6 separate regions of the Mus musculus genome follow, and all the other regions are linked to region 1. The links are chromatin contacts, called in public Hi-C, HiChIP or PLAC-seq, capture Hi-C and promoter capture Hi-C maps. All regions are on one chromosome and are shown on one strand. The core of a region is the stretch at or near the end of the contact, and the rest is flanking DNA. Distances in the headings are between cores, read along the strand shown.

The links. Promoter capture Hi-C pulls out the DNA fragments that hold promoters and counts their contacts. Hi-C and Micro-C count contacts between places; a contact is called where the count stands out from the background. HiChIP or PLAC-seq counts read pairs in DNA pulled down with a chosen protein or histone mark. Capture Hi-C pulls out chosen DNA fragments and counts their contacts.
Region 2: a promoter capture Hi-C map of hippocampal neurons shows a contact between it and region 1, with 6 times the contacts expected there. The contact joins the enhancer-like site here to the promoter of Car10 in region 1. A contact is called at or near these places in 7 of 39 promoter capture datasets (the 3T3-L1 cell line, cranial neural crest, embryonic stem cells and 3 more), 1 of 484 Hi-C or Micro-C datasets (cerebral cortex), 4 of 115 datasets of contacts at active chromatin or transcription factors (SST interneurons, embryonic forebrain, embryonic stem cells and 1 more) and 1 of 9 other capture datasets (embryonic stem cells).
Region 3: a Hi-C map of cerebellum shows a contact between it and region 1, with 2.3 times the contacts expected there. The contact joins the enhancer-like site here to the promoter of Car10 in region 1. A contact is called at or near these places in 3 of 39 promoter capture datasets (embryonic stem cells, hippocampal neurons and liver), 1 of 484 Hi-C or Micro-C datasets (cerebellum) and 2 of 115 datasets of contacts at active chromatin or transcription factors (embryonic forebrain and stem cell-derived neural progenitor cells).
Region 4: an H3K4me3 HiChIP or PLAC-seq map of forebrain shows a contact between it and region 1, with 8 times the contacts expected there. The contact joins the enhancer-like site here to the promoter of Car10 in region 1. A contact is called at or near these places in 7 of 39 promoter capture datasets (embryonic stem cells, frontonasal cranial neural crest, liver and 2 more), 7 of 115 datasets of contacts at active chromatin or transcription factors (embryonic forebrain, embryonic hindbrain, embryonic stem cells and 3 more) and 1 of 9 other capture datasets (embryonic stem cells).
Region 5: a capture Hi-C map of embryonic stem cells shows a contact between it and region 1, with 6 times the contacts expected there. The contact joins the promoter of Utp18 here to the promoter of Car10 in region 1. A contact is called at or near these places in 4 of 39 promoter capture datasets (embryonic stem cells and hippocampal neurons), 3 of 115 datasets of contacts at active chromatin or transcription factors (embryonic hindbrain, embryonic stem cells and forebrain) and 1 of 9 other capture datasets (embryonic stem cells).
Region 6: a Hi-C map of cerebellum shows a contact between it and region 1, with 2.7 times the contacts expected there. The contact joins the enhancer-like site here to the promoter of Car10 in region 1. A contact is called at or near these places in 4 of 39 promoter capture datasets (embryonic stem cells, hippocampal neurons, liver and 1 more) and 2 of 484 Hi-C or Micro-C datasets (both in cerebellum).

The regions. Positions count from the first base shown.
Region 1 is chr11:93,096,778-93,100,518 of GRCm38.p6, forward strand. Car10 (carbonic anhydrase 10) reads left to right here and starts at 1,589. Exons shown (of 10, transcript NM_001361708.1): 1 at 1,589-1,945; 2 at 2,869-3,509. The coding sequence starts at 3,449.
Region 2 is chr11:93,762,188-93,765,945 of GRCm38.p6, forward strand. No RefSeq gene overlaps it. Among named protein-coding and RNA genes, the nearest start is that of Gm35148, 44 kb to the right of the region's middle. Within about 2 kb of position 1,499, at least 14 of the 459 cell types and tissues checked have an H3K27ac peak or open chromatin away from gene starts, as enhancers often do. A contact at or near this core is called in forebrain and hippocampal neurons, where this site is marked.
Region 3 is chr11:93,695,495-93,699,717 of GRCm38.p6, forward strand. No RefSeq gene overlaps it. Among named protein-coding and RNA genes, the nearest start is that of Gm35148, 110 kb to the right of the region's middle. Within about 2 kb of position 1,332, at least 3 of the 459 cell types and tissues checked have an H3K27ac peak or open chromatin away from gene starts, as enhancers often do. A contact at or near this core is called in cerebellum, where this site is marked.
Region 4 is chr11:93,827,668-93,831,831 of GRCm38.p6, forward strand. No RefSeq gene overlaps it. Among named protein-coding and RNA genes, the nearest start is that of Gm35148, 21 kb to the left of the region's middle. Within about 2 kb of position 1,819, at least 41 of the 459 cell types and tissues checked have an H3K27ac peak or open chromatin away from gene starts, as enhancers often do. A contact at or near this core is called in embryonic forebrain and forebrain, where this site is marked.
Region 5 is chr11:93,883,991-93,887,777 of GRCm38.p6, forward strand. Utp18 (UTP18 small subunit processome component) reads right to left here and starts at 1,776. Exons shown (of 14, transcript NM_001013375.1): 1 at 1,344-1,776. The coding sequence starts at 1,667. Mbtd1 (mbt domain containing 1) reads left to right here and starts at 2,181. Exons shown (of 16, transcript NM_134012.4): 1 at 2,181-2,426. RefSeq lists enhancers at 1,778-1,810, 2,005-2,047, 2,060-2,093 and a cis regulatory region at 1,791-1,798.
Region 6 is chr11:93,641,033-93,644,980 of GRCm38.p6, forward strand. No RefSeq gene overlaps it. Among named protein-coding and RNA genes, the nearest start is that of Gm35148, 170 kb to the right of the region's middle. Within about 2 kb of position 2,234, at least 5 of the 459 cell types and tissues checked have an H3K27ac peak or open chromatin away from gene starts, as enhancers often do. A contact at or near this core is called in cerebellum, where this site is marked.

The DNA of each region.
Region 1 (3,741 bases), core at 339-2,838:
CTATGGAAATCAATCAATACATTTTTTTAACTAACAAATAATCTCATGAGTTTATTTTTTAAATACATTATAAACAATGATAAATTAAACGTTTACAGTGACAGTGGCAGGTCTAGGCAGGAAAGAAAGGGATGAACTATTATTTACTAGCATTGGTCTTAAGGCAAAATGTACAGGAAGGCACAATCTCTGAGCTCTGTGATAAACACCCATCGTGCTTTTCAGTTTTAAAACCACAACACTGTACTACAATGCTTGATGTATATAAGTCAGTCACTTGATATTTGCATAATCCGTTAATAAATGAATGGTTATGTGGTATAAAACCCAGTCACTTTGCTTGCACATCCAGAGAGAAAGCTCTCCTGCTGTCAGTAAACCAGCTTGGAATCACAGAAGGTAGGTCGCTATCCGTGGTGCTGACCTACGATGGCTCTGTTCACATTTGGCAAACTGCTTTCTTCTCTCTCTGCTCAAAAAAATCCCTTTCATGCAGTCTACTTTCAAGACACGGAGACAAACACTCCCCTCTATGTTTCCCAAATGGGCTAATTCTCACCGTCTCTGATTCTATTAATGTTCTCAAGTCTCAATGTCTTTCCTGCTGAGTCTCAAAGTTCTCTACCTAAAAAGCATGGATTTATTTCATCCGAGCCTCGATTTTTAATGCGTTGGCCACCTGGAGTCCTTGGCTGTCGTCTCAGAGGGGGGAAAAAATTCCCTCGGCCACACCTCCTTCTTAAAGAGTAGGCAAGACTGCCAGCGGTTCTTTTTTAGGATCCCCGGAGGCTGCAGAACCGCACACTCTGGTTTCTGCAGTCAGCTAGCTGCTTTCCTTCCTCTCTCAGCGCCAGCCCCCACACCCCCACTGCTCCCCTCCGGGTCTCATGACGCCCGACTTCCCAGTACAGAGAATCTCTAGACTTCCTAGACTCCATTCAAGAATCCGGGGAGCCCTCTGGTGTAACTACTTTGGCTCTTATGCCGCACCCTTAGATGCCACACAGTCTGGATGTTCGCTGTGTTTGCTGCATCTACTGTGCAGATCAAAAAACATGGTTCTTTCCCACCTTCTTCCTTTCCACTTCTCCACTCTTTCTATGCTTATTAGATCGAGGCTCACAGTGAAACAGCTTCTAAGCATCAGCAATTTAAAAGTACAAAAATATTCCCTGTGGGTTGTGCGTGTGTTTGTTGTGTGTGTCCATCCGCGCTTATGCAAAGCCTCCCAACGTCACACTTGGGTATCCGGACAAGCTTCTCCACAAACCCCAGATCTTTCCAGGGATTCCCTCTGCCCTGCCCTCTTCTTCTTCAGCACCCTTAAAAGAGGTAGGTCTGGGGCTTTCCGCCAGCCACTCCTGCCTTGATAGACGCACACAAATCTGCTGCAGTTTTTCCTTCCCTGTTCACCCCTAGCCCTTTTAGGCGAGCAGTCCGGAGCGCAGGATTTCCTAGCATTTACCCTGCATCCGCACTGCATTCCCAGGCCGCCCTTCCAGGGCTAGACCTTCTGCAGACCCGGCGGCTCCGGCTCCGCCTGGGTGGTGGGTGGTGCTCTCGCCGCCCCCTCCTTCCCCTGGGGCCCGAGAGAGCCGCGCGCTGGGCAAGAGTGCGCGCGCGCCGGCTTGCTGGGGGAAAATCTCCTTCCCTGGAAGCTGCTGAGTGTCGCTGACCGAGAGTATCCCGGGGTCCATCAAAAGCCACCAAAGCGTTTGAGAGCTTTTCTAAAGAAAAACGGTGAAAGAAAAACAAGAAGGGAAACCCGTTTCCCGGGAGGCCTGGGTTTCCGATGGTATCGGATTCTCCCGTAGCTGCTCTGATAGGGATGCGGTTGGCGGCCGCTGGTACCCGGACTTAGAGTGTCCGTTGCGAGAGGAGGGAGGTGAGGGACTTGCGGGCAAGAGTTGCACCTGATCAGGGAATCTGCGAAGAGAACTGTGGGGTAAGTAGCTTTCTTCTGGCATCCGAGCAGGATGGGGGCGGGGGGGGGGGGAAGGAGGGAGCAGGAGAGGGACGAAAAGGAGAGGGCAGGGAATGGATTATGAAAGAAAGAAAGAAAAAAAATCCTTCAAATTCCGCTGCAGAGGGAATGAGCACAGCGCAGTCCTTCCAAGATGAGTCCCGCACGGCTTTTCTGTAGTGAGCGAACAGCCGAGAAGTTCTTTTTAAAGAAAAAAGAAACTCCAAGCTCCTGGAGGGGAAGCGGGGCAGCCGGGCGGGGCGGAGTTCCAAGGCTGGCGCCTAGGGTCCCGGCCGAGGCAGTGGCCTGAAGTGCTGACTCCCAGCTACTGCTCCTTATGTCCTCGCCGCCCTCCCCGGGACGGACTTTTTGCCTCCGCCCCCGGGTGCCTGGCCGCCCCGCTGACGTGGGGACTCCGGGCGGCCGCACGGAAGCTCACCTGGCCGAGCCTTCTCCTTCCCCTCCTCCTCGTGCTCCCGCCCCCACCTGCCCTCCTCCTCTCCAAGTGGGAAGGCGTCGGGATCCGTAGGCGAGGAAATAACGACCCCTGCAGTTGCATTGCGGAAAATCTCGGCGGCGGTGCTAGTTGCGGGCGATGGAAGCGAGGCAATTGCGGGGTCTGGGGAGCCCTGGAAAATAGCAGAAAAGCGGAAAGCGCGCGTGCAACGAGGGGGAGTCAGTGAGACTCCCGACGCACCCCAGTCCTGGGAGCCTAGCCTTGGGCTCGGCGTCCTGGAAGCATCGCCTGAAGCCAGCTTGGAGGCGGCAGGCGGCTCGAGGACTTGGGGAGCAGGGAGGGTCAACGGAGGCAGCTGGTGACCTGTGTTTGCGGGCAATAATCCCCGCTTCTCTTTCTTTCTCTGTGTGCGGTGTCTGCTCCTCTCTCCCCACCCCTCCGGAAGCAGGAGAACTGGCCTGATCAGAGACAGCAGTCACCCTTTGACCATGCCCCGGTGAAGGGGGGCGGACTTCGAGGGCAACTTGTCGCGGACTACCTGGGCTCAGCTAGCCTACGGAAAGAGAGCAAGAGCCCAGAACTCTACAGCTCGGCCCAGCGGGGGGCTGTTGTCTATGTCTTCTTGGGGCGCCCGGCGGATCGGGGTCTCGGTTTTGCAGGAAAAGCCCAGTGCTGTTGGCTTCAGGTGGCTGCCGCCGCCGCCACCGCGGTCGCCGCAAGTGCCATTTCTGCCACTGGTGAGAGGAGCAGAGATACAAGAGAGGGGAGACCTCCGAGGCAACGAGGCATCGGACATGTGTCAGCACATCTGGGGAGTACATCCGAAGAGCCCGAGGGGAGATTTGCCGAAACAATTCAAACTGCGTTATTGATCTTGGGGGTGCCTGTCCCTGGCCGGCTGTCGGGTGGGAGCGCGAGTGTGCGCTCTCTGGAGAGAGTGTGCGTGTGTGTATGTGTGTACCGTGTCGGGCTCCCCCCTTCCCCCCTGTTTTCCCGTCGAGTGATGCACCTGGAATGAGAATCAGAGGATGGAAATAGTCTGGGAGGTGCTTTTTCTTCTTCAAGCCAATTTCATCGTCTGCATATCAGGTACGGGACGTGCTGGGGTTGCTGGCGGGGTGGTGTGTTCTGTGGTGGTGTTTAGAATGTGTGGTTATTATTATTATTATTTTTATTTTTATCGTGTGCAGACTTAGGGCGGGAAGCAAAGAGGTGGCACGGGCCTTTTTCGTTCTGTGGCTTTGCTATCTTATGAATCAAAGACCTTCTAAGCCCAAGGGTGTGTGCACGGGCTTGTGTGTCCATATATGTGTGACTCTGT
Region 2 (3,758 bases), core at 249-2,748, 670 kb after region 1:
CACACCCAAGCCTGCTCGGCCTTGTGCTAGTAATTAGTGCTCCTTTCGCCTCTCCTGAGTCTTCTAGACAGGACCTTGTCTCCTGTCCTAAAAAACAAACAAACAAACAAACAAAAAACAACAACAACAAAACCCTCCCCTGGCTACAGTGTATCACACCACTTCAAAGATATCTCCCTCCATCTCAGGACAGCCAAAAGCTTCCTTTTAAGATGCATTTTGGAGTCAGGCATGATGGTTCACACCTCTAATCTCGACATGTAGAAGCCTGGGTCAAGAGGATCACTTGAGCTCAAGAGTCCAAGACCAGCTTGGGCAACAAAGTGAAAATCCATCTCAAAAATAGTCCTGTGCCTTCCTCTCTGTTAAGAAAGAAATGGAACACAGATGGGCAGGCCTCTCGTCCCAACACTCACAAGGTAGGCACAGGAGAATTAAAGTATTCAAGGGTAGCATTGGTTTCATAGTGCCTTTGAGGCCGGTATGGGCTGCATGGGAAAAGAGTGGGGAGGGGACCAAGAAAGAGAAGGAGGGAGGAAAATCATGCTAGGTCTTGACCCAGAAGAGTACACAGGCTATTTTCTAGGATGCCCATGATGTCACACAGTGGGATATGAGACACTGAAACCCTTCGAGAGAAGCCCTTGACCATGAGACTTCTGCTCCCATTTCTGTCAGCTCAGTCAAAGTGTCGAAAACTGATCATCCCATAATAAATTAAACCAGGACCTTCGATGGCCAGTCTGCTGTCTTCCTGCCCTTGCTCCTTGATGCCCTCAGGCAGCCCCTCTAACCTCCCTGTACCCCAGTAGGAAAACAAGAAGGACTGCATTAGCATTCTGCCACCTCAGTGTTTCCTGAGGAGAAAGACCGTGAATAGAGTACAACAGGCCCTCTTTTTTTTAAATTCGTGTAAGCTTTTGTTATTTTATAACTAAAACGACTGTTCCTTCAACCCACTGAGTGTAAAGTCCATTTCTCCTCCCCTTCACATAACCACAGGACACTCCTGCAAACCCAGCCACTAACTCCACGGAGCCTAGGTACCTCCCTCACCACCAGGGGGCTGTTTTCCTCGCGCATCCTACTTTAAAGGATCGCCTATAGGAGCACGCCTCTCTCCATAGAAACCCAGAGAATAAATAGAAGCAGCAGGTTTTTCAGCGGTTTCCACCCTGACTGTTTCAATTAGGCAAACCCACGCGGCTCTTCCATTAGCATGTGGGTGGAGAAGCCGGTGGTGGCACGACAACCCTCGTTCCATGGTTCACAAGGACCTTCCAATTATTTGCAACCAATAAATCATCGCCTTGGCCGGTGTGGTTACAAGTCACCTCTGAGAGGTCCTCCGGAAGAGATGCACTAGGGACGAATCTGTCACCTTCATGTCTCTTTCAACAGCTGAAATGAGAAACATGTTTTTCCAAATCCTTTCTCAAGTACTTTTTTTTTTCTTCCAGTGAACCCTCTCCAGTGCTTCCTGTGAGTAGACTGAGCAGTAAGTGAGAGAGAATGCTCAGCTTGAAGGTGTGCTCCCAAAATAAGAAGTACGCTCAGGATTTCAGGGGCACAGGCGGGCGGGGGGGGGGGGGGAGGGGGGGGCGGGGGCGGGGGCGGGGGGGGGGCGCAGAGATCAACCTGCCTTTTGTGGGAACCACAAAGCCTTCCCCATGGAGGCTTCCCTCCCTCAGGGATAAGGTACAGGTCTCAATCTGTTTGTTCTCATGAAACATAAGTGGGTACCTCCAATCTCAGCATCCAAGAGGCTGAGGGAAGAGAATCACAAATTCACCGCCATTGGGGGCTACATAAGGGAGAGAGAGAGAGAGAGAGAGAGAGAGAGACAGAGTGGGGGAGGGGGAGAGGGAGAGTGTCTGATTGCCAAGAGGAAGTTAACCTGCACTGAGTGCAAAGGCTGGAGAATAAGAAGGAAACCCCTGGCTTGAGAGTCAGCGGGAGCCTACAGAGAAATAGGTCTATGTTTAAATTCAGAACCTTTGCATGAGAGGTAGGAGAAACCAGTGCTGGGAGAGGACCATGTAGCCCTTTAAAAAGAACGAATCAATCCAGGCACTGCAACGTGCACCTTTTGTCCCAGATGCCAGAAGGCCAATTACAAGTGTGAGCCACCACCACACCCAGCTCCAGTTATATGTAACTCATGCACAGATCACATGCATCTACAAAAGGCAAGCAAGAGGACATAGAATAAAACTATGAGCATCCATAGAATTATGTATGTGCATATATGGGGAGGTATCTGGAATGCTAAACACAATCTATTAGCAATGAAGTCCTAGGAGAAAACTAGATTTGGGTTGAGGTAAAAAAGAATTCAAGTCCCACCACTTCAACACTGGCATCAGGTTCATGCCGATGTCCTGAATTCTCTCCTTGGAACCCACGTAGTAGAAAGAGAGAACCAACTTTTGCCACGGCATATGTGCCCATACATACACACACACACACACACACACACACACACACACACACACACACACACACACATCCACACTCCCGTGCATGCACTCACAAAATAAATAAATGCATGGACGCAATAAAAGTTCTTGAAAATAATTTTTAATTGCTCCGTGTAGGCTATAAATATGACTCAGCATGTATGAAGCCCCAGGTTCGAGCCCCAATAGTACATAAAAAACCAGATGGGTGGTGACACCCATCTGAAATCCCAGAACTTGGGAAGTAGAGGCAGGAGGACTAGAAGTTCAAAGTCATCTTCAACCACATTCAAGGCTAGGCTGGTAACGTAAGACTCTATCCCCCTAGTTCAAAAATTAAATTAAATTAAAATCACTCAGTGTCATATTAAGTATGACTTCTTCATAAAATTCGAACATCTTTCCTTTTACAACTGAGAACAGTGTCTTTCACTCTCTGTATGAGCACACGGGCATTGTCCACACGCTCTGTATATGCAGACATCCTGCTAGCTAGCTCTCAGACAGCTGTCTCAATGTTCCCTCCCAGATCGCTGCTTCTGACACCGTAGCAGTGTCTCTGCATCCTGCCTCACTCTTCCGTGGTCAGCTCATCCTCAGCCACCCACGGTATTATTTCAAGTGGCTCCCAAGTGGACTCCTGCCTTTCTTTATCTTTCCTGCCCTATGTTCCGCTGCAGGGAGACTTGTCTAAAGCACAGATTCAGCCACTCGAGAAACTCTTCAATGGCTCTTTATCTCCTTCTCAACTTCAGGCACCAGCAGAATATCCTGAGGGCTTATTTAAAATGCAGGTTTCTCGGTGTCTTCTTCGAAGGCTCCAGTGCAGAATGTCTGGATTTCTAACCGCCACTGCAGGTGGTTGTGATGTAAAGATAGCTGGGATGGAACTTTGCCAAACACTTGTACTAAAGGTAGCCCTGGTCCCTCAGCACAACGGTCAGGACCCTCATCACCTGGCACCTCCCCCTAGCTCCTCCTCCACCTCTCACATTTCCAGCCAAAACCCAGACAAGGCTCTCATTTGCTACTTCCTTATTTTCCATCACCTCGGCTTTCAACCAAGCTCATCATCCATATCTTTCCAACATCCTTCTTCATTTAGCTGATGCTAGCACACTAGAAAACGTCTGGCCACTAACTTCCCAAAACTCCTCTCAGCCCCTCCTAGGCTTCACGATCCATGTCTCTGCCTCGACATTCTGGTAAGCAAGGTACATGTCAGGCAAAGCTCTTCCTTCAGTCCATTGTATTTTCTAAATTTTGCTACTGACATCCTTACCACGAGACTGATGGCAT
Region 3 (4,223 bases), core at 82-2,581, 600 kb after region 1:
ACAAGTAGGAAAGGACAAGGGCAAATACAAGGAAGAAACAATCGAGAAGATGCAGAGAAGAGACATCTCACGCACAGCTTTCATTAAAGTCTGCTTAAGTAAAAAATAAAATAAAATAATAATAATTAATAATAATAAACATATGTTGATGTAAAAGCAAAACACAGGGCTACTCATACAGATGGGCTATTTAGCATCTCTAGGTATTGTTTAGTATATGGAACTACTGTGGGAGTAGAAATGAGCCACTGGTCATATTATAGGCATCATCCCTTTTATCCTTTGAATCCTCATCCCAACTCTAATGATAACCATCCTCCCATTTCACAAAGGAGTCAACTGAGACCCAGAGAAGCTAAGCAATTTTCTCAGAGTCACATATCCAGTGCTGTCTGACCTTGAAAACCACTTTCTTTTCTCTCTTCTTACCTCTCTAAAGATCCCAGTTCCTCCACTGTGTTCAAAGAGAGCCTAGAGCTTGGGAAGGGTTTACAGTGCGGATCCCTTTGAGTCTCCTCCTTCAAGAGCATCCTAAAAGATCAGTACTTCTGGCAAGGTTCCATTATTAATTATAAGGGTGAGGAGTGAGCCAAAGAATTATGAAGGCTGAATGTGGCTTGATATCACCTTTGGGGAAACCATCAAGAATCCTTGAATAGCCTTGCGTCTGAACTATTCAGAAAGAGAGAAAGGTAGGCTTTCCCTCCCCAGGCAGCTGGGCTTATTTATCCAAGGATGGGTCAGCAGAAGGTCCCGAGAATGGGCTCTGCCTGAAGTCTGCAGGAGAACGTGGAGACAGGAGAGGTTAATGCTCACACAGAGGCATCGGGAAACCAGCCTAGGTGAGTTAGAAACTGGCCCAAGGCCAAACACAAAATACAGCCATAATTGGAGTCTTCCCAAGTAGAAAAAGGTTATTAGTGGAATCACATTAATCACGATGATGAATGCTGAGACCCAAGCTTTTTTTATTAAGTAAAAGACTCAAAAAAATAGAGTTATACGGACAGGAGGGTAGGGTTCCAGTTTGGCAAAATATAGTGAACCAAGAAGGAGAGCAAATATTTAGGATGCACTTTGAAAGCCCAAAACCTGCGATCACAAAGATCACACTCAAGCTGTTCATACAGAGATGCTTGCCAGAAAGCACAGGTGCTCACAGGTGCCCATCACAAGGCAGCCCAGAGCCCCGCGTACTGTAAGGGCAGCCAGGCCAAATTATAACACGGGGAGTAGGGATGAAGGGGAGGGGAAAATAAGGCGAGAACAGGAATCTTGCTGCCCATGATCCTCTGGGGTTGATGGTCCACCAAGGGCAGTGCCCAGGAGGGGTTCTCTAGGAACTCCAAGGCTTTAAAAAAAAATCCTCCATACCACTGTGGCAGACGGATAGTGCTAATAGAAGTTGGCAAACTGTTATTACACTGTTGAATGAATCAAAGTCAAAATGCATAGAGCAGAGCTTTGCCCCTGTGTTCAAGCCAACATGGATGAGGAATGAGAGGTGATGAAGGAGAGGCAGAAGAATGAAGAGGCGAAGGAAAACGAGAAAATGAGAAAGTGCCCGGGAGGCTTCTGGGGCCTGATCATCTTCATGGGCATGGAGTTAAGCTAGTGAGTGGTGAATGATCAAGCAAGCCTTTGCTTATCCCTGTCCACCCGCTAAATAGTTGTACAGCTGTGCCCAGATGTGGAAAGAGCTGTCCAAAAGATGAATGAAGTGAAAATAAAGTGGGGGGGGGGAATATTAATCTTAGGAAAGGCAACTTGTTCCAAAAGAAAATAAACAGCGCACTCTTAGCGCAAGAATGAAGAACACTGGAGTGTTTGCCAAAAGCAGCAAACGTGGGGTTTTCTATAGTTACATAATGCTAGAACCATATCGGGAGGGTACAAGAGATTTAGAATTCTCATCATCTCTCCATACTCCCTGTCTAAAAATGATCAATGAAGAGAGAGCTTGGTAGCCATATTTCTTAGAAGCCCAGAAGTAAATACCAAGAGAAAACAATTAAAAACTCAGGGTGATTCTGGAGAGATGGAAGATGGCTATGAAGCAAGAGCAGACTGGGCTTTTTTTTTAAAGTCTTCCAGCACTACTTGACTTTTTAAAGTATAGAAATGTACTACTTCAACAAATATATATATATATATGGCTTCTTCATAGGCTCCTTTGCTTCTGTCTAGTAATTTTAATTATAATAATAAATCTGTGCTAGATAGAGGGAGTCTATGGTATTAATGAGATGTGAAAGTCATTATCACCACCCAAAGTCACTGCAAAGACAAAACACCCCCCAGCAACCTGAACAGGGAGCAAGAGGCTTGTTTTCATAGTCTCTGGTGCCCAGAACAGTTTGACAATCCTGTCCCAGTTCAGAGTACTCAAGAGTGCAGTTCTCTCACCCAGTAAGAATCAGAGCCGGACTATGTCAGTCTTTTGTGCCACCAGGGGAATGAGGATTCAGTATAGGAGAAGGAGGCATGCAGTGGACAGCCAGACATAGAGCTGCCAGCTGATGTCATAAATAGCCCTCTTGAATTTGGCACTGGGGAAGAGCTCTGTCAATAAAGTGTTCATAAGGATCTGAGTTGAATGTCAGAACTTATGTAAAAACAAACCAGGGCATGGCGGCATACATTTATAATCCCAGCAGTGGGAGGCAGACACAGGGGGATCCCTGGTGCTCACAAGCCTCAGATCAATGAGAGACCCTGAGAGGCGGGAAGGGTGGACAGAGCCTTATGATACCTCTGGCTGCCACATATATGTGTGCCACATGCAATCATGGCTGTGCACGCACAAGTGAGCTTTCCTGAACTCATTGAGATAACTTCTAAGACAGACTGGGATTCTGGCCATTCAGATAGGAGCAGAGCCACGGAAAATGAATTCTATTATTGTTCTTGTGAACCTAGGTTTATTCCCCAAAACTATGACATGAAGAACTACAGACAAAACTTGAAAAGAAATACATGCACCACACCCACAATATCCTGCTCATGGCTTTCCTGGGTCCTCCAAAAGGCTCTGCAGTACATTGTGTAGCCCCTCCCCACCATTAACTCTCTGTCCTTAAATCTCACCCTCAGTGCTCCTTATGCCCCACCCACTGTCATAGCTCCTCCCACTCCACACTCTGCACTAGCAGGGGCTTCTTCCTAGGACATCTTTTCTCAGAAATCCATGTGCCTCACCATTCCCTCCTATCCAGAGCTTAGACAAGGTCTGCCCCAGCCACCCTATGTGGATCTTACTCCTTCCAAGCATCCCCCTGGCCCCTTAATTCTGCCTTATGGTTTTCCAGAGCATTCAATGCCATATACCTTCCTATACAACTTATTTTGTTTTTTGATTTTTTTTCCAGTGTATTAACTGTCCCCTTCAAGCAGACTGAAGATCCATCTCAAGTACAATGCTTTGTTCCTTTTTTGATTCTGTGTCAACAAATGTTCCAGCAAAACAAAGTCTTTCCAGAATTTTCATATTCTTACACACTGCTCAATTCCTTCTGGGGTATGCACTGCCCACAACTCAGTTCCTTCCCTGTTAATCCCTTGTTAACAGTTCTGGATGCTTGATGCCTAAAAGCAAGGCATTATCAAATTCTGTGTCAGGTAGGGGCCTGATCCATAGGCCACAATCTTTTCACTGTGGTCTCTCAAATCAGAAAGGGGAAGAGAGCACTTGTGCCCATTTTATAAAAGGACACCAATCTCATTTTTAACTGTTCCCCCTCGTGACTATCTCTCTCTCACAGGCTCCACCTGCTAAGATCACCTCACTGAGTACTGGGCTTCAAATTTGATTTTTGACAGACAAACATTCAGCCCACAACACAAGCCAAGGGCAGTGAACACTCAGAAGGCAGGAACTTTCTGAAGTGTGGGGTCTAAAGAAGCAGGCAGAGGCCAGAACAGAGCCATGGCTTGAGGTATCCACCCAGACACAGACCAGTGAGAAAAGCAAGGCAGAGGCAAGATAGACACAGCCCCAAGACATCGAAGAGGAAATGTTTTTACAGAGTCCCTGGGGTCACATTTTCTAAAAGGGAAAGTGCCATGGAGGGTTCTGAGTCTCTCCAGACCCTGGAGGACAGAGTCTCTGAAGAAACAGCTAGCATCATTGTCGTTGAGTGGATGGAGGGCCTGAGACTATCTGGTCCACAGTAAGGCACCAGCCTGTGATGCAGGATGAACTCAAGGCCTTGAGGGATGTGTGC
Region 4 (4,164 bases), core at 569-3,068, 730 kb after region 1:
CTCTGGGAAGAAAAATGAGGTATTGTGAGTTTGGAAATAGTAAAGATTCATGTTGTAAGAAGCAAAGCCCTGTAGTAAAAAGATATTTGAGATGGCTCAGTGAGTGGGTATGCTGCCACGCCGATGGCCTGAGTCCTAAGTCCAGGACTCACATAATGGAAGGAGAAAACTGACTCTTGCAAAGTGTTCTGTAACCTACACATGAACACAGAGACAGATAGGCACAGAGAGAGAGAGAGAGAGAGAGAGAGAGAGAGAGAGAGAGAGAGAGAGAACACATTGGGGTGAAGCATCATTTTTTAAACAAAAATTAAAATAATTTTTAATCTTTCTCCTTGCCTGACCCATGGCTGCGGACCCTTATCTGATCATCATGTAACTGTCCATGAGGCTTCCTATAACCCAGGACTCCACAGAAGACAGGTTGGGAAGCAAAGGTTGGTCTGATTCCTTCTTCTACAGTGCAAATGTCTAACACACACACACACAGGGCCCTGAGTTCAACTCCCAGTACTTCCAGAAGAAGCGAAGTCATCACACCTGGAGTTCTGGGCATGTACCTTCCTGGGAGAGCTCTAGCCTAGCATACACAGGCCCTGCATTCAAGCTCCAGCCCCCCAAAATAGAAAGATCTCACATGAAGGTGTTAAGCCTGAAGCTGTGGCCTATCTGGGTGACCCATACCCCTCATTTCTCCCATTTATCCACAATCAGGCTAAGGACAGACAAAGTGACCTGGAAAATAAGGTCAAAAATCATCAGCCACTCAGAAAGAAGCCAACCCCACCCTCGGAGGCCCTCATGTGTCACATGCACACTGGAAGGCTTACCTGACACAGCTACCAACTGCAAAAATTACCAGCTGAGAAGTGACACAAGGTGTAGCCAGGTGAGCTAGGGAAAGCCCACCCTGAGACCAGGTCCAGCACATTTGCAAACCCCCTTCCTTTATGCCTTACTTTGCTTATGTGGACAGTGGCCAAGCCCTTAAAGCGCTGCCTGCCTCCAAGTGACCTAGAGACTTGCTGTGGTCACTCCAGATGACCATCCACAATGATTCCGTTTGAGACAGCTTAGCATTATCACGCCTAATTAACTCACCCTTTAAACAGACCTCCCCGAGAAAATAGCAATAGGAAGGAGGGAAGGACATTGCCAAGTGGCAATGCTGTTCCAGGCCAGATGCTGAGCCAACACTACAGCGTCTCATTCTATCAACCTTCTGAGGCAGCGACTTTCCTCCTGCTCTGAAGATGACTAGGACAGAGATTTCAAAGGACCAGGGTGTCTCTTCCAGGTGAGTAAATGTCAAAGCCATGTGCCTCTGATTGCAATGCCCAGGATTCATTTAAATTCAATTTGGAGGAGACAGGGAGTGTGATAGGAGCCTTCCCCCTCTCTACCTTTCACACAGAGGTGATGAAAGTTGAGCCCGTTGGGCACTTCTGGACTATAGGCGATGTGCAGAGAGGACTCCATCTGTTCACGCATGGAGCACCCGGCCTTTCCATGTCTCCATGCGCTAAGGGCAATGCTAAACAGGAACACATTACTGTCTGTGTGTAGACAAATATAAGAAACGCCCTCCGGGGAAGCCCGGGATGTGAGGCTTAAGCTTTTAATGGCCATCTTTATAAATGAAGTACCAGGAGCTACACCTGCCTGACATAACAGAGGGAATGTTTTGTCATGCAGGATGTCTGGGGATCTGCGTGGCTCAGACAAAGCCAGAGAGTCTTTTGGCAAGAAAGGTTCTGTCCTGTACAAAGCTGCAGTTTGGCACGCCACTGGCATACCAACTCAGGCGTGAGCCCAAGCAGCCCTCTGTACAGACAGCCTGTGAAAGCAGATGTCTTAGTTAATATTCTTCAGGGCTACTCCTGAGCTCACATTTTCTCCTGAAAGCGGGGTGGGAGGGGGGCGACTATGCTTTGTAAAACTCACTCCCTTGTTGAGGCACGAATAACTGAACAGCTCCATCAAGCCACAAACAGAGACAACACAGACAACTTGCCTACGTGAATTCAACCCACTCCGTCCTGGGTATTGTACAAACATTGTCCTGTGTGATTACCAACTTTTGAGTGGGGCCAGTCTCTGCCACTAGCCCCAGTTTATGGTTGGCAAAAGAGAAGGTCCGAGAGGTTAAGCTACTTGTCATAGATGCCACACAGGTTCACGGCTGAGGCTGGTGGGGGGGGGAGTATTTGGGGAGGGGGTCTGACACAGGTCAGTCTCGCTGGAAATTACGGGCCTATCTTCCATATATGCTACTTCCTAAAGGAGAGACGGAAGAGAAAAAGAAGCCAATATGAGTCCTCAAGGATGTCCAGCGTCTGTCTGTCCTAGCTACCTCACATGTTCTGTCTTTCTAGCAGTCCTTCCAGGGATCTCCCACTAGCCTTCCTCCCAAATGTGACTGTGATAGCTGAGAGCTGAGTACGTTACTACAGTCAGCTGTGATCGGAACCCAAGTATGCTTGACTTCAGAGCCTGGCATCCTTCCACCGCCCGGTCTGTGCCAAGCGACATAGCTCTCCCCTTCACTTCTACCCAAGAGTGCTCTGGAAAGAGTGACAGGACCATAAGAGCAGGAACGGGAGCACACCGAGTGGCTATGGAGACCAAATGCTGGTCTCATCCTGTTGTGGCTTATAGGGGGGTGAGGGCAGATCCAAACACCTAAGAAAAGCAGAGTGTGGAGTACGCATGCGCTGGGTGGAAGCACATGGTACACCATACTAGGACATGTGTGTCATCGCTCCCTCCTTACTGTGCTTACCTCACTGGCCCCGTCCATAAGGTGGGCCCCATTCTATTGCCTGGAAGACACCACACCCAACAGATGCACAGGAACAGGGAGAAGTTTCCAGAGAAAGCACCTGGAGGCAGGTACCTTTGGTTCAAACTCACAAATGTACCGAATGGACCAGAGAAGCTCTCATTCCGTGGTGCAGACCCACCCAACATGCTTGCGGCTCCCAGGGTGGCTCCCCTCCTCTTTGTTCTGAGAGCTCCCCAGATGTTGCAGTGTCTAGTTTGTTCTTTTTTCTGCCTGGAAAGGAGCCAATTTGCTTTTGTTGCTGCTCTTGTTTGCTTTTGTTGGGCATGAGGATTGGAAGCGGGTTGGGGGGGGGGGGGGAGGGTAGGAATCATCTCACTGTGTAGCCATTGCTGGCCTGGAACTTGCTGCTACGACAGTTGCAGGATATTTGATCACACTGTGAACTGGGAGAATGTGTTGTTCCCAGAAAAACCTTGTTTCTACTTGTGGTGTGGCTCAGCCTTAAAACATATGTTTAATCCCTTTAACTGGAATACAGATACCCCCTTAGTGTACACCTTTAATCCCAAACGATGAAGGTAGTTTGTAGAGGAAGCATGTTTGAAACTGATGTTTAATTGAGTGACAGGCAAAGAGATGAATCAGAGAAAGACAGAATAGAATATGCCCAGCTCTCGGGAGAATGGGAAGAAAAGAGGCTACTTAGGAGAGAGCATCAAAGAGCAAGAAAAGCAATGGTGTCAGCCATCATGGGATGGATCTCTGGATATGGCAATCACTAGATGGTCCATCCTTTCGTCAAACTTCCAAATTTTGTCTCTGTAACTCCTTCCATGGGTGTTTTGTTTCCTATTCTAAGAAGGGGCAAAGTGTCCACACTTTGGTCTTCGTTCTCTTGAGTTTAATGTGTTTAGCAAATTGTATCTTATATCTTGGGTATCCTAAGTTTCTGGGCTAATATCCACTTATCAGTGAGTACATATTGTGTGAGTTCTTTTGTGATTGGGTTACCTCACTCAGGATGATGCCCTCCAGGTCCATCAATTTGCCTAGGAATTTCATAAATTCATTCTTTTTAATAGCTGAGTAGTACTCCATTGTGTAAATGTACCACATTTTCTGTATCCATTCCTCTGTTGAGGGGCATCTGGGTTCTTTCCAGCTTCTGGCTATTATAAATAAGGCTGCTATGAACATAGTGGAGCATGTGTCCTTCTTACCGGTTGGGGCATCTTCTGGATATATGCCCAGAAGAGGTATGCCAGGGCCTAGCAAACACAGAAGTGGATGCTCACAGTCAGCTATTGAATGGACCACAGGGCCCCCAATGGAGGAACTAGAGAAAGCACCCAAGGAACTAGAGGGAACTGCAACCCTAT
Region 5 (3,787 bases), core at 526-3,025, 790 kb after region 1:
AGGACAGGTGAGGCAGGATAGAAGGGGGGGGGGGGGGGGAAGTGCACGGAAAGCTAAAGACCGCAGTAGACAAGGGTAAAAGGTAAGCCGCCGGCAGGTAAAGAGCAAGCATCAAAGCCCAACAGTTACAGAGCCCGGGGCCTACTAGAATCCCACACAACATAGGCTGTGTCTCATAGCCTCATGAGGAGTATCTCTTGTTCTATGTGCTCCATCTCCACCTTCTTCAAACTTTATACCACACCCACACACTCGAAACCTAAACCTAGCACTCAAAAAAAAAAAAAAAAAAAAAAAAAACCCTTCAAATGATCTGAGCTTTCTCCCAACCTACAGGGCAGTGTCCAAGGAGCCAACTGCAGTATCCACCAGCACTGCTGATTTAAGATCTTTCAAAGCCCATCAAGTGAGTCCTTTGGATACAGAACTGTCCCACAGCTCTTAACATAACTGGTCTCCACCTCCCAAAGAAGGCTGCTGCAGCTCTCCATCAAAGCACCCACACAAAGGGTGAACTAAGCAAATGCTGATATTCCCATTGAGTCAGTCAGCTTACCCTATCTAAAAGACGTCTTCACATATATTTAAATCCCTTTCTCAAATGTTTTCATTTTCCTCTCCACCAACATACTTTAACTTTACTAGTCTTGTCTCTTTTATCTTGCTTTTTTACCACTACTAACACAAGTTCCAAGAGGGGTTCTTGTGGGATTCCTCCACTGCTGTGTCTCTACCCTTAGTCCAGGGACCAGGTATAGAACAAAAATAATAGCGCAAAGAGCATCAATCAGGAAGGATTTGCAATTGTTACAAGAGCTAGCAACCAAAGAAAGGTTAGAGATGAATACACACTGATCGTTCTCAAAAGCTGGGCGTGGGTATCACCCCGCGATGTTATTAAAATGCAGCTTTACGCCTTCTGCCCACGTATTGGTTCCATCCACTACGCGGAGTCGCGACAGGTGATCAAACGGTCACCCCTGTGGTTCCAGCAGAGGGTGTAAGAGCCCGAAGATGAGCGACTCTACTTTGCAGACATCCTTTGGCAAACCAAGCCGACAGTTGAGCGCCTGCTGGATGCGAAGCGCCGCAGCCCCTTTGGGGCGGAGAAAGGCAGCGTCCCCGCCCTCGCCAGCCAGCAGCCCAGAACCCGAGGCGAAAGAGCCGGACGGCGCCCCTCGGCGCCCGCGGTCGCCGGTCCCTCCCACCTGAGCACTCGCCGCCACAGGTCCCCCCCACCTCCAGGCTCCGCCCCCGGGGCCTCGCCTCCCGCCGCGCGCCCCGCCAGAGCGTGTGCCCGCTCGGCAGGCAGGCAGGCGGGCAGGCAGGCAGGCCTTCCTCACCCGCGAGCTCCGCAGCCGCTGCAGCAGCGCGTCCTCGTCGTCCTCGACATCGCCGAAGACGAGCTGCTCCAGGCAACGCTCGGCGGCCGGCTTATCGTCCTCTAGCGTCAGGCGGTTCCGCTGCCGGAGCCGGCTCTCCTCCTCCTCTGCCGCCGCCGCCGCGGATCCCGCGCTAGGGGCCGCCCTCGGCTCGGCCGGCTGTGTCCGTTGGGATGAACGGGCGGCCTTTGCGGGCGTGCTGCCGCTCCCGGGTCTGGCTTTCCTCCCCGGCGTTGCGCCGGCTCTCCGGTCTCGTCTCGTCCGGCTCTTGCGTTCGGGCGGCATCCTCAGGGCTGAGGGGAAAACGCCGACGTTCACGTGGAGTACCACTGCGCATGTGCCGGGGCGGCTCGCTCTTCTCCTCGGCCCGGCCCCGGGGAGCCGGAAGGAGTCTGCGCCGCCGCAAGCCACGTGACCGGCGCTCGCGCGCTACGTCACTCCCACTCCGTCCGGCGGCCCCGCCCCATGTGGGAGTTCCTCAGGGAAGGCCGATCTTCCGGGTGGAGGGGGAAGCGGCGTGACTGGAGTGGAAATTTTTCCCAACACAACTTCTCGGAGGCAACATATTGGAAGGGACTCGGGGAGGCCGGAGTCCAAATGGAAGTGGCTGAAAGAAACTTCTCGCCCTGCTGATTCTGAGCCCCGCGTCGTGCCGCGCGCCCTCAATTACCTCATCGACTTGTGGTCTTGGTACGGTCCTTAGAGTACGGCGCCTGCCGAGGGTCCCACGCTGGAGGGGAGAGAGGAGGGTACGTGGGGGAAGTGGGCCAATCGGGGCGCGGGTCACGGCGCAGGCGCGCTGGGGAGGGAGGGCTATGCTAATGTTGTTGATATCCTGGGGCCACCCGAGTTAAAAGGGGGGAAATCCGGGGGCTGCCACTGCTGTCGCTGGCCCTGGCCCAGCCGGGGGTCCCCCCTGTAGTCGCCGCAGTCCCGGGGAGAGGCACCGGCCCCCTGCTCGCGGGGGGGGAGGGGGCGCCGCGGGCTCGGGGAGCACGGACGGCCCCTACCCATGAGGCCCTGATGGAAAACACAAAGGATCTGGTGAGAGCCGAGCGCAGCGGCCGCTTTGTGTGCCAGGTTTGAGGGGGGGGGGCACGCCTGCGGCTGCCCGGCCCCCGGAACGCCGCAGCTCGGGGACCCCACTCGCGGGCCTGCTTCTTCATCCCACGCCCCCTCCGTCTCCGGAGCTCCCCTCCCCCTACTGGCCGTTAAACGTTCAGGGGTTCCCCTCCCCCCCTCAACCCCTGACTTAGGGTTCTCTTAGGGAGAAAAAAAAACATAAGAAAGTTTTTCCTCTGCTCCCTCCCAACCCCGTTCTGCTTGAAGGGAAAGATTAGATAGGAGACTTTGCCTTTTTTAGCTGCCAAGGGTGGGAGAGTGGTTTCTCGGGGGTGTGGGGGCAGGAGCATACAGAGTTTCGGGGCTTGGCTGGAGACGGAGCCCACCATTGTAGAGCCAGCGCCGAGAGGCATTTTGCACGTGGAGGTGCTGATACTGAAAGGGGGCGGGGTGGGCACGTGTGGGAGGGAGACGTAGGAGTGGTATCGGGGAGTCAGCCGCCAAGGCTGCTACTTGAGGGTTCCAAGTCAGTGGGCTTCCACCATCCGTACGTTCTCCTTTGTGAAAAAGAAATCCTGACATTTCAGAGTCGGAAGAGACACTAGAAGTCACCCAAAGCAGCCCAGCTTCTGACGAGTGGTAGGTAGTCTGACCTCTACTTAACCCTACATCCATATACCACGCACTGCAGCCTAGGAAAGCACCTTCGGTTTCTTTCAGTCTCTGATATTCACTTGCCTGCCCTTATTAGACCCTTCAGTCTCATTCATGTCGTGTCCTGGTTAAGTTGCTCCCTTTTTTACTTCTCAAATTTGTTCTCACATCCTCCTCACCCACCCACTGCTCATTGGCCTATATTTTGTATGCCAGGAAAGAACATCAGGGAAGTGGAGGGAGGGGGATGGGGAGAGTAAAGAGATGGTAAGGGCCAACTGAAAACTTTGCTGGGTCGGTATCAAGTGTGCTGCTTCCATGACTAAAGATGGTTGAAACTATTCCCTGGGAAGCCAGGGAACTGCTATGTGGGGGTTTCATGACTGTTTCACAAGTAGTCCTCTTTGCGATGAGGACATTTTTAACACCATATCCTTGGTACTGTCAATGTACATTATTTGCCTTTTGCTAAATCACTTTTTCTAAGAACGCGTAAAATTGGGCCTGGGGGAGGAATAGTACTGAAACTAATAAATACAATACTTGGAAGATACATGATCAAAACTATTCCTTCTCATCATTTTGACTCATGGTCTTTGCAAACCCATGCCCCCTCCAAAAGGAAGGCCCTTTCTCACAAATGCTTCTTGTAACGTTTATTTATTTATAGGATAGGATGCTGTTGGGGG
Region 6 (3,948 bases), core at 984-3,483, 540 kb after region 1:
ACCAGTGGGCCACACCTATTCTCCAAGTGCCATTCCGGCCACCCTCTGTGCAGTTTAATCTACCCTCCTAAAAGGCACACTATTGATTTCCCACTGTGCTTATGCGTGCCAGCTGCCCTTCATTGTTCAGCTTTGGCAGCCATTCACCCCTCTGATTCACTCACATAGCAGGCTTCCTAGTTTTATCTGACAGAGACAAGATCCCATTTCACCTCTACCACTCAGACAAGCCTGCCCTTCACTGTTCCTAATAGCTTCTGTCTTCACCTCTTTCTCCTGCAGCTTGGCTGGAAAAATGGGACAGAATTGCTCTGATAAAGTCTACTCCTATCTGGGTCCCTTTCTCAGGGCTAGAGTTCAGGCTTAGCGTGGGCAATAACCAGTAAGTATGAAGTTCTGGGGTCAGAGGCTGTAATCAGGAGGATTCCTGCCTGCCAAAGGTTATTCAGAACTGACGTTAGATGTACTCAAGGGTTTAAACCAACGCCAACTTCTTAAAATGGCTTCCTTGACAGCCCAGTCCAAAATAGCCACCTCCCGAGGAGGTCGCTCTGCTTTAATTCTCTGTTCTGCCTTTTTTGTACATAATGTTTTTCTGGTGGCTTAATTGTCACATCATTTAGCAGAGTGCACGTGTGAGCAGAAATCTTCTCCACGAGCTAGCTCCAGTCTCATCACGGTTTATCATAAACACATAAATAGTGTTTGTTGGGAGATATTCACTGAGTGAATAAAGGAAATGAAAGAATAAGTGAAGACTCGAGGTCATGAGAAATCCAGACAGATTCAAAACGCTGAGTTCTCCATTTTTCCCCAGAGAATAAAGTGGGATTTTCATTACTTTGCTTTGAGTCAGAGAGATATAATATACAAATAAGTGACTTTTCTTTGACCTGGTCAACAACATAAGACCATTAGCTCCCACTTCTTAAGGGAACTGACCATAGTGAAACTTTAAAACTACAAAGGAACCTCTGAAGTTGTCTGTGTGTTTTCTGGAAGAAGGCCTTGTTGTGTTTTATGAAAAGATAAGAAAGGAGGGATATGTTTGGTGTACGTGTGGTATAGTGTGGGGTAAGAGGGTACCTCTGTGGGCCCACGCTGAGGCATCCCTTCCCCCTGAAGTACCAGCCACAGGATGGTATTGAATAGAGTTTATTCAGGACATAGGGAGGGGAGTTGAGAAAAAGGGACACACACACACACACACACACACACACACACACACACACACACACAGAGAGAGAGAGAGAGAGAGAGAGAGAGAGAAGAGGAGTAGAAGCCAACCATGAGAGAGGGAAAAGGGAATGGGGATAGAGAAAGAGCAGTAGCAAGAAAAGAGAGCAAGAGGGCAAGAGAGAGAGAAAGAGAGAGAGGAGGGGGCAAGCAGCCCCTTTTATAGTGAGTCAGATATACCTGGCTATTGCCAGGTAACTATGGGGCAGAGCCTAGACTAAATGCCAGCAGGCCTGTTGTGCTGGCCAAGGTGCATGGAGTGGCAAGGAGCAAATCAAATTCAAATAATTCCACTAGGAGGGAGCTTATTCTCTAGGTCCAAACAGTCCATCTGAAACCTAAGAGTTCACTGAGCTAAGACGCAGGTTTCATTTCCCACCTCTCAGGCACTAGATAGGTCTGTTGTTCTAACACCTCTTGGCTTCTAGCAACTTAGTTCCTAGAAGATTCTCCTATTATCACAGCTATGACCTTGCCTCTGAGCAACTGTGACATGGGGCAAGGGATGTAAGTTTAGTTTCACAAGAATTTCAGGGGACACATTCGGAGGGACAGAGACTTAAGAGGAGTGCCCAGAAGGCACTGAAACCTAAGGCTATGAACAGCTGAGGAAAGAACCTGAAGGAAGAAGTAGAGAGAGAGAGAGGCAAGCCGCTGTGGGCTATTTCAGGGTATTGATTGGCTGTTGCTAAGTCACCAGTTGTTGAAGAGACTCTTATACGGGAGTATTTACTTCAACACGGACAGGCTCTGTATTAGGCATCAAGATACCACACTGAAACTGCAATTTTGGAAACCCAAGAACTGTGAAACTGAACTGGACAGAATGGATGTGAGAGCTAATTTGTGCTTACCACTGGGAGCCAGAGGAATGAGGCAAGTAATGGGAGCTGTGGGGAGGGTCAGTCCGAAAACCCTCCTGAGAAAGGATGTAGGTTACAGAAATAGAATGAGGAAAAAAGCCAGTACTGTTGGTGGACCCTTTGATGACTTGCAGAGACAGTCTGGGCGTCGGTACAAGCTACCTGCAAATTTGAACCAGGTCCCAGCATCCTACCTGCCAAAACCAGATGGCTCCCTTTTTGAAAATGGTGATGATATTTATTTATTTTTCTTTAAAAATATTTTTTTCAAAGAAAGGGTGTTTGTGGTGGTAAGAGGCTACAAAGTGAGGAAGTAAGGTTTTTCTTAGAACCCAGAACCTTTCTACTTGTCACCATCTAGGGTTTTAAGCATTAGTCAAGCTTAAAAACACATTTGCATTGCAGGCTCCCTGAGCAATCTCCTCCGCACTGATAACGGCAGATGGCCATCCCCATCGCGGTGGCAATATGTCTTTCTTCCGCAGCAATTTGTGAGCGTAGTGTTTTCAACATATCTGTGCTTGGTTTAGGGGAAGTCACAACACACATAAAGCAAAACACGAAGACGGCATCTGTGACAAGTGTCCAGGCAGACTGGCTCACTTCGAAATCACACACAAGTAACTCCATAGCTACAAGTGACTGAGAGAGAGTGGCAACCTAGCCAGGGTTGGGTATGTGTTATAAGAGGTGAATGAGCTGAATCTGAACTCTGGAGTATGCTGGGCATCCAGACAACGGGACATTCAGGAGAGCAGAGAGTGATCCAGAAGCCAGCGGTCAGCAAAGAGGAAAGAGTGTAACACTGAGAGAGTGGTCCAGAACAGAGGTCGAGAAACTCATCAGAAAGCCAGAGAGTAGACATCTTGGGCTCTGTGGACAGATCCTTGCCACAGCTTTACAAGTCTTCTACTGTAGCATAAAAGCAGCCACACACAATATGGGGATAAATGTGCATGGCTAGATCCCAATAAAGATTTGTTTAGATATATTGAAGTTCAAATGTTATGTACTTTTTATGAAATTTTTTTTTAATTATTTCAACAATGTAAAATTTAAAAGCTACTCTTAGGGCATAAGCTTGAGAGAACACAAGCTTTGGCTCATAAACGCATTTACCAAACTGTGGTTTAGAATATAACGCCACACAAGAGAAAAAGAAAGCAAACAACAAACGCTAGCCATTCATGACTTTTACATTTCTAGTATCCCTGATTCTTAATTTTTCAATACTTTGTGTGTGCATGTTAGGGTATGGAGGTACCAGTCCCTCTTTCTATCTCTGTCTCTGTCTGTCTGTCTCTTTCTGTCTGTCTGTCTCTGCGTGTATCTGTGTCTGTCTGTCTGTCTGTGTCTATGTGTCTGCATCAGTGTCTATGTGTTTGTGTCTGTCTGTCTGTCTGTGTCTCTGTGTCTATCTGTATCTGTGCCTGTCTGTATCTGTGCCTGTCTGTATCTGTGTGTCTTTGTATCTGTCTGATTCTGTATCTCTCTATGACTGTATGTATCTGTGTCTGTGTGGTGTGGTGTGGTGTGGTGTGTGTGTGTGTGTGTGTGTGTGTGTGTGTGTGTGTGTGTGTGTGTGTCTATGTCAAGAAGAGGTCAACTTGCAGGATCATTAGATTACATAGCAAATGTGAAAGTCACTGAGTCATTTCACTCACCCTAGCCATGCTTTAAGTGTTTTTTTTTTTTTAATGGGTGAGTAAAGAAATAGCCTATGTGATGGAATTGTGTGTAATTGTAAAGAAAAATGAAAGCATCACATGTACAAGAAAATATAGAACCCCAACTCGTCATGTTAAGTGAAATAAGCCAGATACAGAGAGACGAATTCCACATTTTCTCT